Regions from separate parts of the Mus musculus genome. Here all the other regions are linked to region 2. Evidence: chromatin contacts called from public promoter capture Hi-C data. All regions are on one chromosome and are shown on one strand. The core of a region is the stretch at or near the end of the contact, and the rest is flanking DNA. Distances in the headings are between cores, read along the strand shown.

Region 1 (4,146 bases), core at 1,440-3,939, 110 kb after region 2:
GTTGGGTCTTTCTGTGGTTTAGGTATCAGAGTAATTGTGGCTTCATAGAAATAGTTGGGTAGAGTACCTTCTACTTCTATTTTGTGGAATAGTTTGTGAAGAACTGGGATTAGATTTTCTTTGAAGGTCTGTTAGAACTCTGCACTAAACCCATCTGGTCCTGGGCTTTTTTTGGTTGGGAGACCATTAATGACTGCTTCTATTTCTTTAGGGGATATAGGACTGTTTAGATCATTAACCTGATCTTGATTTAACTTTGGTACCTGGTATCTGTCTAGAAACTTGTCCATTTCATCCAGGTTCTCCAGTTTTGTTGAGTATAGCCTTTTGTAGAAGGATCTGATGGTGTTATGGATTTCTTCAGGATCTGTTGTTATGTCTCCCTTTTCATTTCTGATTTTGTTAATGAGAATGCTTTCCCTGTGCCCTCTAGTGAGTCTGGCTAAGGGTTTGTCTATCTTGTTGAATTTCTCAAAGAACCAGCTGGGATCCCAGACTGAATAAAAAGGAGGCACCAAGCCAAAGGCCCCACTTCTCTCTTTGCTTTCTGATATGCTGTGACCAGCTACCTCATCTGTTACCATAACCTTCCTTTGGCAGACTACATCTACACACACCGTGAGCCTCCTGCCTTACTCTCTCTTCCTTAACATGCTTTTATAGGCTATTTTATCATAGGAAAAGTAAGTCAGGCACCCTGCTGGGCTGGGGAAACTCAGTTGTTTGATAAGCCTGACACCCAGAACTCAGTCATTCCTGAGAAACATACACAAGAAGGCAGATGTGGTGTGCATTCTAATGCCAGCACTCCTACGGTGAGAAGGAGGTGAAGACAGGAAAACTGGCCAGAAACACATATAGCGGCAGAAAAAGAGACTATGGAAGGAGAGGATGGATTCCCAGAGTGGTCTTCTGACCTCTGGGCCACCCAATGACACACAAGCATCACACACCTACACACACACACATACACACACAAATTTAAAAATAAATGATAAGAATATAGCTGAGGGGGCTGGTGAGATGGCTCAGTGGATGAGAGCACCGACTGCTCTTCCAAAGGTCCTGAGTTCAAATCCCAGCAATCACATGGTGTCTCACAACCACCCATAATGAGATCTGACGCCCTCTTCTGGTGTGTCAGAAGACAACTACACTGTCCTTATATATAATTAATAAATCTTTGGGCTGGAGCAAGCAGGGTTGACTGGAGCAAGCAGAGGTCCTAAAATTCAATTCTCAACAACCACATGAAGGCTCACAACCATCTGTACAACTAAACTACAGTGTACTCACATACATTAAATAAATAAATAAATAAATAAATAAATAAATAAATATCTCTTTAAAAATTATATATGGGCCAAGAAGAAAATGGCCTGGGTCTCACATACAATATTCACATAGGTGATTTTTCCTTTTTCCTTTTAAATTCACCAGTGATCCTGTGAGACTCTTTCATACTGTGTGTCATAAAACAAAGGGGTCATGAAAAAAACATTGTAGCCTGTAACTCAGCTTAGTGATGGATACACACACACATGCATACACACATACATATATTCATATACATGCATATAAACACATGCATACACACATGTATATATATATACACACATGCATACACACATATGCACACACATGCATATACACATGCATGCATGCACACACACACACACACACACACACACACACACAGTGAGCTATGGACACACTGACACCAGGCTGCTAGAGTTCTTACCTCACTCCTTAGACACGCACACGGATGTGAGTATCCGCACACGGATACTGACCATTCTTGGTTTATCTGGTATGTATGTTCTGAACAGACTGTGCTTCTGGATTAGCAACTCAGTCCCTGTGGCAGTGTGTGATCTGTCCAGGTGTTTGTGGTCAGAGTAAGGGCAGAAATGCCAGGTCCCCTGCCTCTCTGGGCCTCCTAAATTGACACAGAAACCTTGAAGAACTATGGAGTTATGGGAACCAGAAACTGGGTTTGCTTCTATTGTGAACTCATGTGATCCCTGTGGCTTAAAGTTTTTCTTTATGTGATGATTTTCTTAGCATTCTGGTAATGTAGCTAGGTCATAGAAGAGGAAGAGACAGAGAATGCAAATACAGGAAAAGTAGAAAACACAACAGCTCCTGAAGGCAGTGGTGCCTGGGGAGGGGACAGGTGCATAGCCCTAGGCACCTCTGGAGCTTGGCAACTCTCCCCAAGGTAGGTGGAGAGAGCAAGCAAGCATGTAGCCAAGGGCTCCGGGACCTGGCTCTCACACATACATGTTTCCTGGAGAGTGCACTCAGAAGAGTGATTAAAAACTTGGGCTAAAAACATAGATCTCATCTTTGTCACAGCCTTGATATACTTACTCGAATCCACCTATAATGCCCACCCCCACCCCTTTCAAAGCTCCCATCTGTCAGTGCGCTCCTTGTGGAGAACGCCAGGCTTGGCCAGCAGCTTCAAAGTACAGAGGCTCAAGGGCTGGCTGCTTTGGTGACCTCCGTGTGTGTCTCTTTGAATCTTTCCCCAAAGCCTATTAGCATTTTCCCTAGTCAAGCATTTTCCTCCAGCCAAAGAGCTTTTATCATCGGCGCTATCAAGTCGGACTTTGTTCTCTGGCCTGTTAGACACTCTCTAGCCGGTTCAACCAGACTTTCAAGACCTGGAAATAGAACTATTTAGATGCAATCTTTGGTCCTCTCCCGTATACCAAGCCTTTCACGATCATACTACCATCACACCTGACAGGTACCTCATCTGCTGAGGATCTAACTGTAGCACACGTCCTTTCCTGGCATGAAAGGAAAGCCCGCCAGAGCTCTGGTTCCCAAGTCTCATCAATGCAATATCTCAAGTCCATCGTGTATAGCTGGCCATGATGGCTCTGAGCAGTAACTACTAACACCCACTTCCACCTCTGAGAGTGACCGCCTCATTTTAGTTACCGTTTCAAAGGCTGCCCTACTTCTAGATTCTATTACAAAACAGCATCCTACCCCTTCAGCTGCTCCAGGGATGCCAATGCTATCTTTACGAGAAATAAAAATCCATGATGCATTCTTCAAAAATACTTCAAAAAGCTGCAACAAAATGTGACAAGCAAAAATGAATTTAAGAAGCAAAATTAAATAAGGTACATGGAGGTTGTCCTAAGAAGATGATACCACACAGAGGCTTCTCATATTCACAGAAGACAGCTGTGGTGAGGAAGCTATGAGGCTCGGGACCCAGATACCCGAGGAGGGAGTGGGAAGGAGTTTATAGCCTGCAGAACGCACATGCGGCCTCAGGTTCACAGGGTCTGAGAGCCAAGCTTTTGGGCTTTGTTGTATCTCCCCAAATATGAATTAGCCAATGTGAAGATGCAGCCCCCACACATGCCCACACACTAGCACTCATCCAAAGAGGAAGCAGGAAGATTCATATTTTAGAAGGTTATTGAGCTCGTGGCCATAAAAGGCCAAGTAATTCACTTTCCACAAGTGGCCCGTTGCTACCCAACTGATAAGTTTGTGCAAAATAAAGAAGAAGAAAAAAAAAAACAAAACGGAAATCTGAGAATAACTTCTTCCTAAAAATAAAAACTCAGCAAGGAAGCGACCCACTTCCTACATAGCCTGGCACTCGGGTTACGGGGAGGACAGAGCAGCCACTCTCTGATGAACCATCATTGCTTTGAGTCGGTCAGGGAAACCACCTTAAAAATTCTAGAAATACCAGGTCCTCTTGACTCTGGGCCAATCTTCCCCAGCACAAGCTTCCCCGATCATAACTGCAGAGAGGCTATGTCACCACAACCATACTAGGTCACCAGAGCCATACAGGGGTGCGCTCACAAGCCCTGCTGCACATATGTGGCTGGTCCACGTAGCAGCTCTGGACATGGGAATGAATGAAGAGCCATCTGGAAGGCACAGCAAGACTGTAGCAGAGGCAAGAGCCCATCAGGGCTGCTGCAGGGACTGAGGCCCAGGAGAAACCAGGGGACTTCTGCTGACATTCAGAAAAGGAACAAGGTATGGGCAGTGACACCAGCCCTAGGCAAAGCCCATCCAGGGCGAGGTAAACAATCTGAGGTGGCAACTTGAGACTCCACACTCTCCACTCCAGCTGTGACCAGTCCAGCCAAGTACTTTATC
Region 2 (4,053 bases), core at 665-3,164:
GGCAGGAACAGACAATGAAAAGTACTTTCAGGTGAGTTCAAGGAGGCGGTCATATGGGAAATGAGCCCTAGAGTACCTGAGCCAAATCTGACCACATCAAAGCCCAAAGAAACCCACACAGGCGAGCGAGCCCCAGGAACACTCAGTTCCCGGGAAAGCTTTCTACTGGGAGATACAGAAGCAGTCTGGTGGGAGAGTAATATAAACATGTATTTGTTTGAGTCCAGGCAAACCAAAGGTGATCTAGGGATGTCCTTACCTTTGAGTGAAGAGTCATTGGCACCAAAGAAGATTGTAACGGCCACTGGGTTTTCCATCCCAGGCCCTTTCCTGATAAGTCTTGGGAGGATAATCTTGGCCCATCTGGTGTTATAACCTGAAAATCCACGATTCAGAACATCACACTTTCTGAAAGAAATTGGTTAAAAAGATGGGTTATGAGCTAAGAGCATAACCTAGTCCTGGGAGCTGTCCATAATTAACCCGTGTTCTGTGAACCTTATGGGAACGCTCACCCTGCCCAGACTCCTCATGTCCCTCAATGAGATATGAATTCCATACAAGGGTCTAATTCTATACATTTTAGTGGTGACTCAAGGTACATCTAAAATGGACTTTCCGATAGACGTTAACCAAACGGGTACAGAACGTTAGGAACCCACTAACAGGCTGGTTTGAAAGGTTCCAGGAAGGCAGAGCAGCCAATACAAGTGCTGCTGGTTCCCATGTGGTAGAAACTCGATTTTGTTGAACCTGAATTCCTTTCCTTTAACATGTATCCAGGAGGGGAAAGCTAGCAGATAAAAGCCTCCACCATTCACTCTGACTATGCTTCCCACCAGAAAGTAGCCAAGTACAATCTAGGAACTGTTCTTACCTGACTAGTCTGTCAGCCAGCAACGAGCCCCATCCACCCTGCTGGAAAGAAAACTGAAGAAAGAAGTCTGTTACTACCCACACAGCTATACACTATGGCATGGTGGTGGGCCAGGCCTGTTAGATGCAGACTCCGTTTAGACACTCCCAGGCTTCTTTCTTGCCTTCCTTGCTTGGGAAGGTATTTTGAGAATTACTGTGGCTTCACTTGGAAACTCTCTGGACATGAGAGGGTTTTACTGTGACCTAACATTAGAGACATTCGTTATCTGAACAGCAGAAAGCTCAACTATGTTGAGTCAGCTGACATAATGTTATCCCATTTCTCCACAGCTGAAAACTAAGGAAGCCTATGCTCTATTGATTTCCCTGACAGTCATGGCAATCCTCCAGCAGTATTGCGCCATCTCGCCCACTCACAAAAACTTAATGCCCAATATCTAAAAACAATGTTGCCAATTACTAGGGAAAGCCAAGCCCGCGTACGAGTAAATTGTGGAGAAGCGTCTTTTTTTGTTTTGTTTTGTTTTTTAATCTCCCTGAAGGAAGGCATCTTGAAGAATTTCCTCAATCGGGAACTATATGTTTTCAGATAGGGTTACTTTTTCATGCTGTTGAAAGCATTGTTTTCAAAAACCACTTGGTACTGGACCTAAGCCGCTTGAGGAAGAGAGGAGTGAACTAGTCGGTTCAAAGTTCAAAGTAGCTTCGGTGAAGAACCCGCAGGAGGTTGCAACCAAGCGAAGGCGGACCCTTTAAGCTCCCGTGCACCCCGACGCGCACCGGGCCATCCAGAGTCCGGGGGAGTCGGGCAGCTCGGGATCCGTACCGGCTCGCGGAGCACGGTGGGGTGGGGGAGAACCGCGCCTGGACTGCTCCGACACGCACGCGGATGCAGCCGAGGGTGCGGCGGGTACCTGCGTGATGGAGTCCCCGAAGAGCAACACGCGAGGCCAGAGCAGAGCGCTCCCGCTAGCAGCTCGCTCGCACAGCGACATGGTAGAAAGCCCAAAACCCCGCAGGGCTGCGCCGGATGTGGAGGAGCCTCGCGCCGTGGGCGGAGCTAGCTGCGGGCGGGGCTAGCCGTGGGCGGGGTGAGCCCCAGATCAAACCTCTTTGCACTCAGGTCTCCTGAAGCGAGTGTCCCCGGCCGGGTGAGTCCTGCCACCGGTTCACCCCAACCCCGCCTCTCCGAGACTGGGGATAGCTGTGGTGCTTGGAAATCTCGTTTTTAGCAGGAGCACTCGTCCATTTTTGGCCATGCCCAAGTGGAGGATTTCCTCTTCCAGTACTGGACTTGATGGGCACAGTAAAAGATAGAGGTGTCTAGGGACCCTCACTGTAGACCGCCTGACTTCACGGTATCACATGCCCCAGCTATTAAAAGGAAATTTCTAGTTTTATGTAATAAATTTTTGTATGTTATGGGGGCCCTAGGCTTTTGGTATAGGCCAAAAACATGGGAATTTGGCTGTTTTATAGAAATTTCATTTTAAGGAAGTCAGATTTACACTGTTAGCAAAGCACCGGAGCGTTTACACACCCAAGAGGGTAGGTAGACAAGACAGGCTACATGGGCGAAGTTCTTTGCCTTGATAGTGTGCTCTGAAGGAGAAGCACTCCCTTGAGAAGGGTGACAATCCCAGCAAGGAACTGAAGTGTTGCTATTTTACATAGATAGCAAACCTGGCCTCCAGGTTCTTTCAGCATCGCTGCTCAGCCCCTACCTGGTACCCTGCCCCCAACCCTGGACTGTCCAGCACAGGGGCTGGACTCTTCTGTAGTAGTCAATGAACTTTTTTTTTTAAGATTTGTTTATGTATATGAGTACGCTGTTCAGATGGTTGTGATTGTTGGGAATTGAATTTAGGACCTCTGCTTGCTCTGGTCCAGCCCCAAGACTTATTTATTACTATATGTAAGTACACTGTAGCCATCTTCAGACAGCAGATCTCATAACGGGTGGTTGTGAGCCACCATGTGGTTGCTGGGATTTGAACTCAGACCTTCAGAAGAGCAGTCAGTGGTCTTACCCGCTGAGCCATCTTGACAGCCCTGGGACCAGTGAACTTGATGGCCCAACAAACCTGCGTTTTTTATGTACTTGAATCTGGCTTGAACTGACTAATTTTAACATCAGAGAAACATCACTGAGCTCCACCCACTTTCTCCTTGGTCTGAATTTTATGTCCTTTAGAAAACCAGACTAATGAACTAACTCACACTACATCTGAGGCATAAAACCCCATCTCTGAATTGAACATGTAGATCCCATAACAGATGAGTCCTAAAAGTGGTGGTTTTAGAATCATAAGCCAAGGAATTGGGTAAGGGTGTGGAGAACAGGGGTTTCAAAGCTGTGGCACAACATTTGCATTCAACTCAAAACTCAGATTTGCCAGTACAGACCAGAGGAAGACAGACGGAGAGCTGAAGATTTCAGCATACACTGCGGAAAGTGCCTGGAGGCAGACTCAGTGTGGTGCTCAGGCAGAAGTGGCTCCCTTGAGGATTAGTTGGAGAATAAAGGACACATCAGTTGGTGGTCCTGCAGTAGTCAAGCCATCTGATGCAAAAGTAAACAGGCACCCCCGGAGAAACTAAGGTTATTTTATTTGAAGAACAGAAGTTAACTCTTGGCTGAGTGTAAAAAAGTCTGGGAGTCTGGGAGGCAAGGCTGTCAGTGCACCGGCGTCAGAGCCTCGTACAGTCTCTGGGCGGCCAGTTCCACCATTTCTCGGAGGGATTCATCATCTTCACTTCCTTCTTCACATTCTACAGCCTGAAAATAAAAGCGCCAACTTCAGCCTAGAATTATCCCCTGCATGAAAATGAGCACTCTAAGCCCTGGAGGCAGATTGCCAGGATATGAGCCACAGACTCACCCTCCTGTCACCTGCAGTATCTCTGTCAACACAGTGACTGGAGAGCCAAGGGTGGGGTGGGGTGGGGGTGGGGGATGCCTAGAGCTTTGGACCAAAGAAAGCCCCCATCTCTGTTCATTTCTTGATGGCCATGCAACTGAGCCCGTGTAATACGAATTACTGAGCCAGCAATGAACTTGGTGAATTGTTCACCGCTGGGTGTGAATTTGACTTTAACCATCCAACAGCCACTGCCTTGCGGCTGCTGATTTAAACTGTTAGTCTCACTGTACACACGGTACTCCACTCTTGT
Region 3 (3,821 bases), core at 210-2,709, 90 kb after region 2:
GAGGGGTCAAGTGCAGACACAAGTGAGGCTCAGAGCAGAGGTTTTGTTTCTTTAAAATCTTAACACCAGGGGGAGTCAGACATCACTTGTTTACAATCTATCTGTCACCAAAGAGAGGAACAGGCAAAGAGAACTACTTCAAGTTAGACAAATACTGGATTGCAGCAGACTGAAGTGAGCAAAGAGGCATGGCCACCTTCTTCTCCCAGGCACCTCACAGCCCCACCCAGCCTCCTAGGAAGACGGCCAGAGGGGCAGGTCCACAGTTCTAGCTGGGAGCTTGCCAAGTGGACCTCAGAGTTCTCAGGAAGCTGTGACTGGAGGGCATGTCAGTGTCCTGGGCCCACACTGAGCTACTTTACAGCCAGGTTGGGTGTGGCTTTGTCATCTGCTGACTAATTCTGCCAGTAATCCCACTGGGCACTGGAGAAATGGGAGGTCATTCTGTACAAAGTGTCCCAATAATAACGCCCTCTCTGCAGGCTCTCTGGAAAGCCACCTAGACCAGGGCAGTTTCCATGAGCTTCTGCCACAAGAGAAGCGTTTGGGGCTGTAGAAAGGCATGCCACCAAGGCCCTCTGAGCTCTATCCTGTCTGGGAGACTGGCCAAGTTATCTCATAATTCTAACCACAGTCCTTCCTAGGGTGCCTGTGTGGCTCAAAGACAATGGCTCAAGAGTGTGCCTGAGGGCACAAGACTGGACAGGTCCCAAAGGGCTGGCTTTACTGCAGACAGATCCCCCTAGAGGAACACGTTCCCTCTAGATCAGAATGGGAAGCCCCTGTTTGGGAGCGGGAGATAACAGTGGGGGCGGGCCTTGCAGGCAGGAGCTCAAGGCAGCCAGCCAGCCTGTCATCCTCTCAGCAGATTCAATACAGAATGATCAGTGAGGAGAAGGATGACTCCTGGGGAGCAGCTACATTCTCACAGGCCTGCTGTCTCTTGGCCTGGCATTGGGTTCATCTTTGATTTCCCAACAACTATGTTAAAATCAAGGACATTTGATGGCATTTGCTCCACTAGTCAGGAGGCAGAGGGAATAGGGTGCTAAATGAGCCAGTCCCCACCCCCGACCCTTCCCACCTTCTCAGGACAGCACTAGCATCAGAGCTTTAGCCCGTGCATTTCAGGTCTCTACATGAGCTTAAGCCCCGGCAGCTCTGCAGAAAGCATTCCCACCAGATGTTCCCAGAGGTATTAGATACTTTGAACATCTGCTGAGTTGAAAACTGGGTAGGACTGGAATTAATTTTGCCCCTTGAAGACCAAGCAGGAGTAGTGGGTGAGACAGGTTTTCAACATAACTAGTGTTCTGCATCTGCATAGCCACAACAGCGAACGGTGGTTGTGGCCAAGATTCACGGAACATCTCAAGCTGCCACAAAGTCAACAGTGTGATCACGGTGAAGTCTGTCTGCATCACTGCCCTCGGGCATAACCAGACTCACACACTAGTCACTTCACCCACATCCTCAGGATGCAACGATTCACACCTAGCAGGCCTGTGTGCCCTTCCTATGTGTGCTCACTCCTCCCTGATGAGCTGAAAACACGCAGGAGAAAGGTTCTGGAGCAAGTGCTTCTGCACCGTGGTGACAGCTGAGGAGGTGCTGCACCTACCTCACTGTGGTACCCAAAGCTCGGCCAAGCTCAGATGGCTACCAAGTCCTGTCGTGGTACCCAAGGGAACTCACGCATAGGGTAACATCTTTTTAACAGGCTATCTTTTTTTTTTTTTTTTTTTTTAAAGAAGGGTTGAAAACCTGCTTTTCCAGCCACTAGCAGACATCTAATGACACCATCACGTTTTCTCCTCTAACTCAAGCTTAGGTTACAGTCTAGAGGAGGTGACCCGGTAGTGGTCACATGTAAAATACAGTCAAGGCTTAGCATTTTACATTGTAGATGGAATTCTGAGAGTAAGGTTTGCTACACATGGAACCTACCAGACTGAGGAGACAGGAAGCAACACAATCAATCAATCAATCTCTCTCTCTCTCTCTCTCTCTCTCCCTCCCTCTCCCCCCACCCCAACCCAGTGATCCTGTCTCTCCCTCCCTCACAGAGTTGGAGTTAGAGGCACATGCTTACAGCAAGTGCTCTAACCCACTGAGCAATCTCCCTAGCTCAGCATAAAGATGGCTCCCCTGTCACCTAGCTCAGCTTGGCCTGTGGCTCAGTGTAGTGGGTCTGCAGACTGAAGCCTGCTGAGGGGTACAAGCCACACAGGTGGTGGAGACGGCTTGACCAGACTTCTCGATTTGCTTTGAGTGTTAAATCACATCGCACTGGCTCTGAGGTCTCAGTCATGTGGTCTGAAGAATTAATCAGACCGTGGGATGGCATGCTAGGGTTGATGGACACGCCAACAGCCTAGGCCCCTCAGGCTAGTGCTTTGTGTAAACTCCACTGCTGTGCTGGATTGCTGGGGACACCACTTCAGAGGGAAGACTGGCCCACCCTTTCCTGAACTATAATCATGCCACGCACAATGACCGGGGACAAAAGGTATTTATCATATTTTCCTTAAGATGTCATGAGCCCCTTCCTTGTTTCTGGAAGGTTCTGAGTAAACGATTTCTGTAATTGCTGGTTATGGCAGTTCTTTTGTGTACACCACAAAGCTGAGAAATACACAGGAGCAAAAATGCAAATTCTGTAGTGGGAAAAATAAACAACTTTAAAAAAACTCAAGTTAAAGGGCTGTATTAAAAACCTAATCATTTTTGTTTTGAGCTTTAAAAAAAAAACCTTATTACATTTACTTATGTTTTGTGTAGGGAGAGGACTTATGTGCACCATGGTGTGTGTGTGTGTATGTGTATATGTGTGTGTGTGTGTGTATGTGTGTATATGTGTGTGTATGTGTGTGTGTGTATGTGTGTGTGTATGTGTGTATATGTGTGTATGTGTGTGTGTGTATGTGTGTATATGTGTGTGTATGTGTGTGTGTATGTGTGTATGTGTGTGTGTATGTGTGTATATGTGTGTATGTGTATGTGTATGTGTGTATGTGTGTGTGTATGTGTGTATGTGTGTGTGTGTGTGTGTGTGTATGTGTGTGACCTGCAGAAATAGATTTGCTCCTTCTACCACATGAGATCCAGGAATAAAACACAGGTTGTCAGGCTTGGCAGCCAAGGGACTTTAACCCACTGAGCCACCTCACTGGCCTCCAGATATAGCATTTAAAACACCACACAAACAAATTATAGAAACTCCACACAGCAAAACTGTCATGTGAAGAAGGCAGGTGAAAGGATTTTAGGGCTGAGATTCATCCAGAGTAGCTGAGGCTCAAGTGGAGAGGGTGGCTCTCAATTTACAGAGCAGGTGGGACAGGGTTGGCTTCAAAGGCCAAGTCTAACCAAGGACCAGCAAGCCACCAATCAGCACTAGAAAGATAAGAGGCAGATCACTGGCCTCACACTCATAATCCTCCTGTCTCAGCCTCCTGAGTGTTGGTTTTACAAGCTTATGCCATAATACCCAACCACCTTAAGACCACCTTACGGCCTTCAAAAGGCTGAAGCTCCAGGTATGCGTAAAATGACCATTGCTCAGTCTGGGAAAGAACTTACGTGATATGAGGTCGAAACACTTCTTCTCCTCAGGATTGGTCTTCACCTGGCAGGTTAGCAGGTTGAGCTTGGCAGGTGGCCGGTTGGCCTGTTTAAAAACAAATGAAAAAAAAAAAAAAAGATGCAGGTCCTGTGGGCAGTGGGAGACAGTCCTCAAGAGCAAACCTCTTACTAGTTTACATAAGGTTTCCAGGGATGGGACACACAGAGGAATGCTGGCGGTGGGGTGGGGTCCTTGG

Evidence for each region. Promoter capture Hi-C pulls out the DNA fragments that hold promoters and counts their contacts.
Region 1: a promoter capture Hi-C map of liver shows a contact between it and region 2. The contact joins the enhancer-like site here to the promoter of Iah1 in region 2. A contact is called at or near these places in 9 of 39 promoter capture datasets (the C10 cell line, cranial neural crest, embryonic stem cells and 6 more) and 3 of 9 other capture datasets (adipose tissue, liver and pancreatic islet).
Region 3: a promoter capture Hi-C map of liver shows a contact between it and region 2. The contact joins the enhancer-like site here to the promoter of Iah1 in region 2. A contact is called at or near these places in 9 of 39 promoter capture datasets (the C10 cell line, cranial neural crest, embryonic stem cells and 6 more), 1 of 484 Hi-C or Micro-C datasets (pre-megakaryocyte-erythroid progenitors), 3 of 115 datasets of contacts at active chromatin or transcription factors (effector CD8 T cells, embryonic stem cells and pancreatic cancer cells) and 3 of 9 other capture datasets (adipose tissue, liver and pancreatic islet).

Annotation. Positions count from the first base shown.
Region 1 is chr12:21,207,899-21,212,044 of GRCm38.p6, reverse strand. The region is part of intron 7 of Asap2 (ArfGAP with SH3 domain, ankyrin repeat and PH domain 2); the gene reads right to left. Among named protein-coding and RNA genes, the nearest start is that of Gm40855, 41 kb to the left of the region's middle. Within about 2 kb of position 2,689, at least 47 of the 459 cell types and tissues checked have an H3K27ac peak or open chromatin away from gene starts, as enhancers often do. A contact at or near this core is called in adipose tissue, hematopoietic stem and progenitor cells and liver, where this site is marked.
Region 2 is chr12:21,314,253-21,318,305 of GRCm38.p6, reverse strand. Iah1 (isoamyl acetate-hydrolyzing esterase 1 homolog) reads right to left here and starts at 1,914. Exons shown (of 6, transcript NM_026347.3): 1 at 1,794-1,914; 2 at 878-930; 3 at 260-408. The coding sequence starts at 1,874. Cpsf3 (cleavage and polyadenylation specificity factor 3) reads right to left here. Exons shown (of 18, transcript NM_018813.3): 18 at 3,250-3,658. The coding sequence ends at 3,557.
Region 3 is chr12:21,224,154-21,227,974 of GRCm38.p6, reverse strand. It overlaps Asap2 (ArfGAP with SH3 domain, ankyrin repeat and PH domain 2), which reads right to left. Exons shown (of 29, transcript NM_001135192.1): 13 at 3,583-3,670. Among named protein-coding and RNA genes, the nearest start is that of Gm40855, 25 kb to the left of the region's middle. Within about 2 kb of position 1,459, at least 155 of the 459 cell types and tissues checked have an H3K27ac peak or open chromatin away from gene starts, as enhancers often do. A contact at or near this core is called in adipose tissue, effector CD8 T cells, hematopoietic stem and progenitor cells and 3 more, where this site is marked.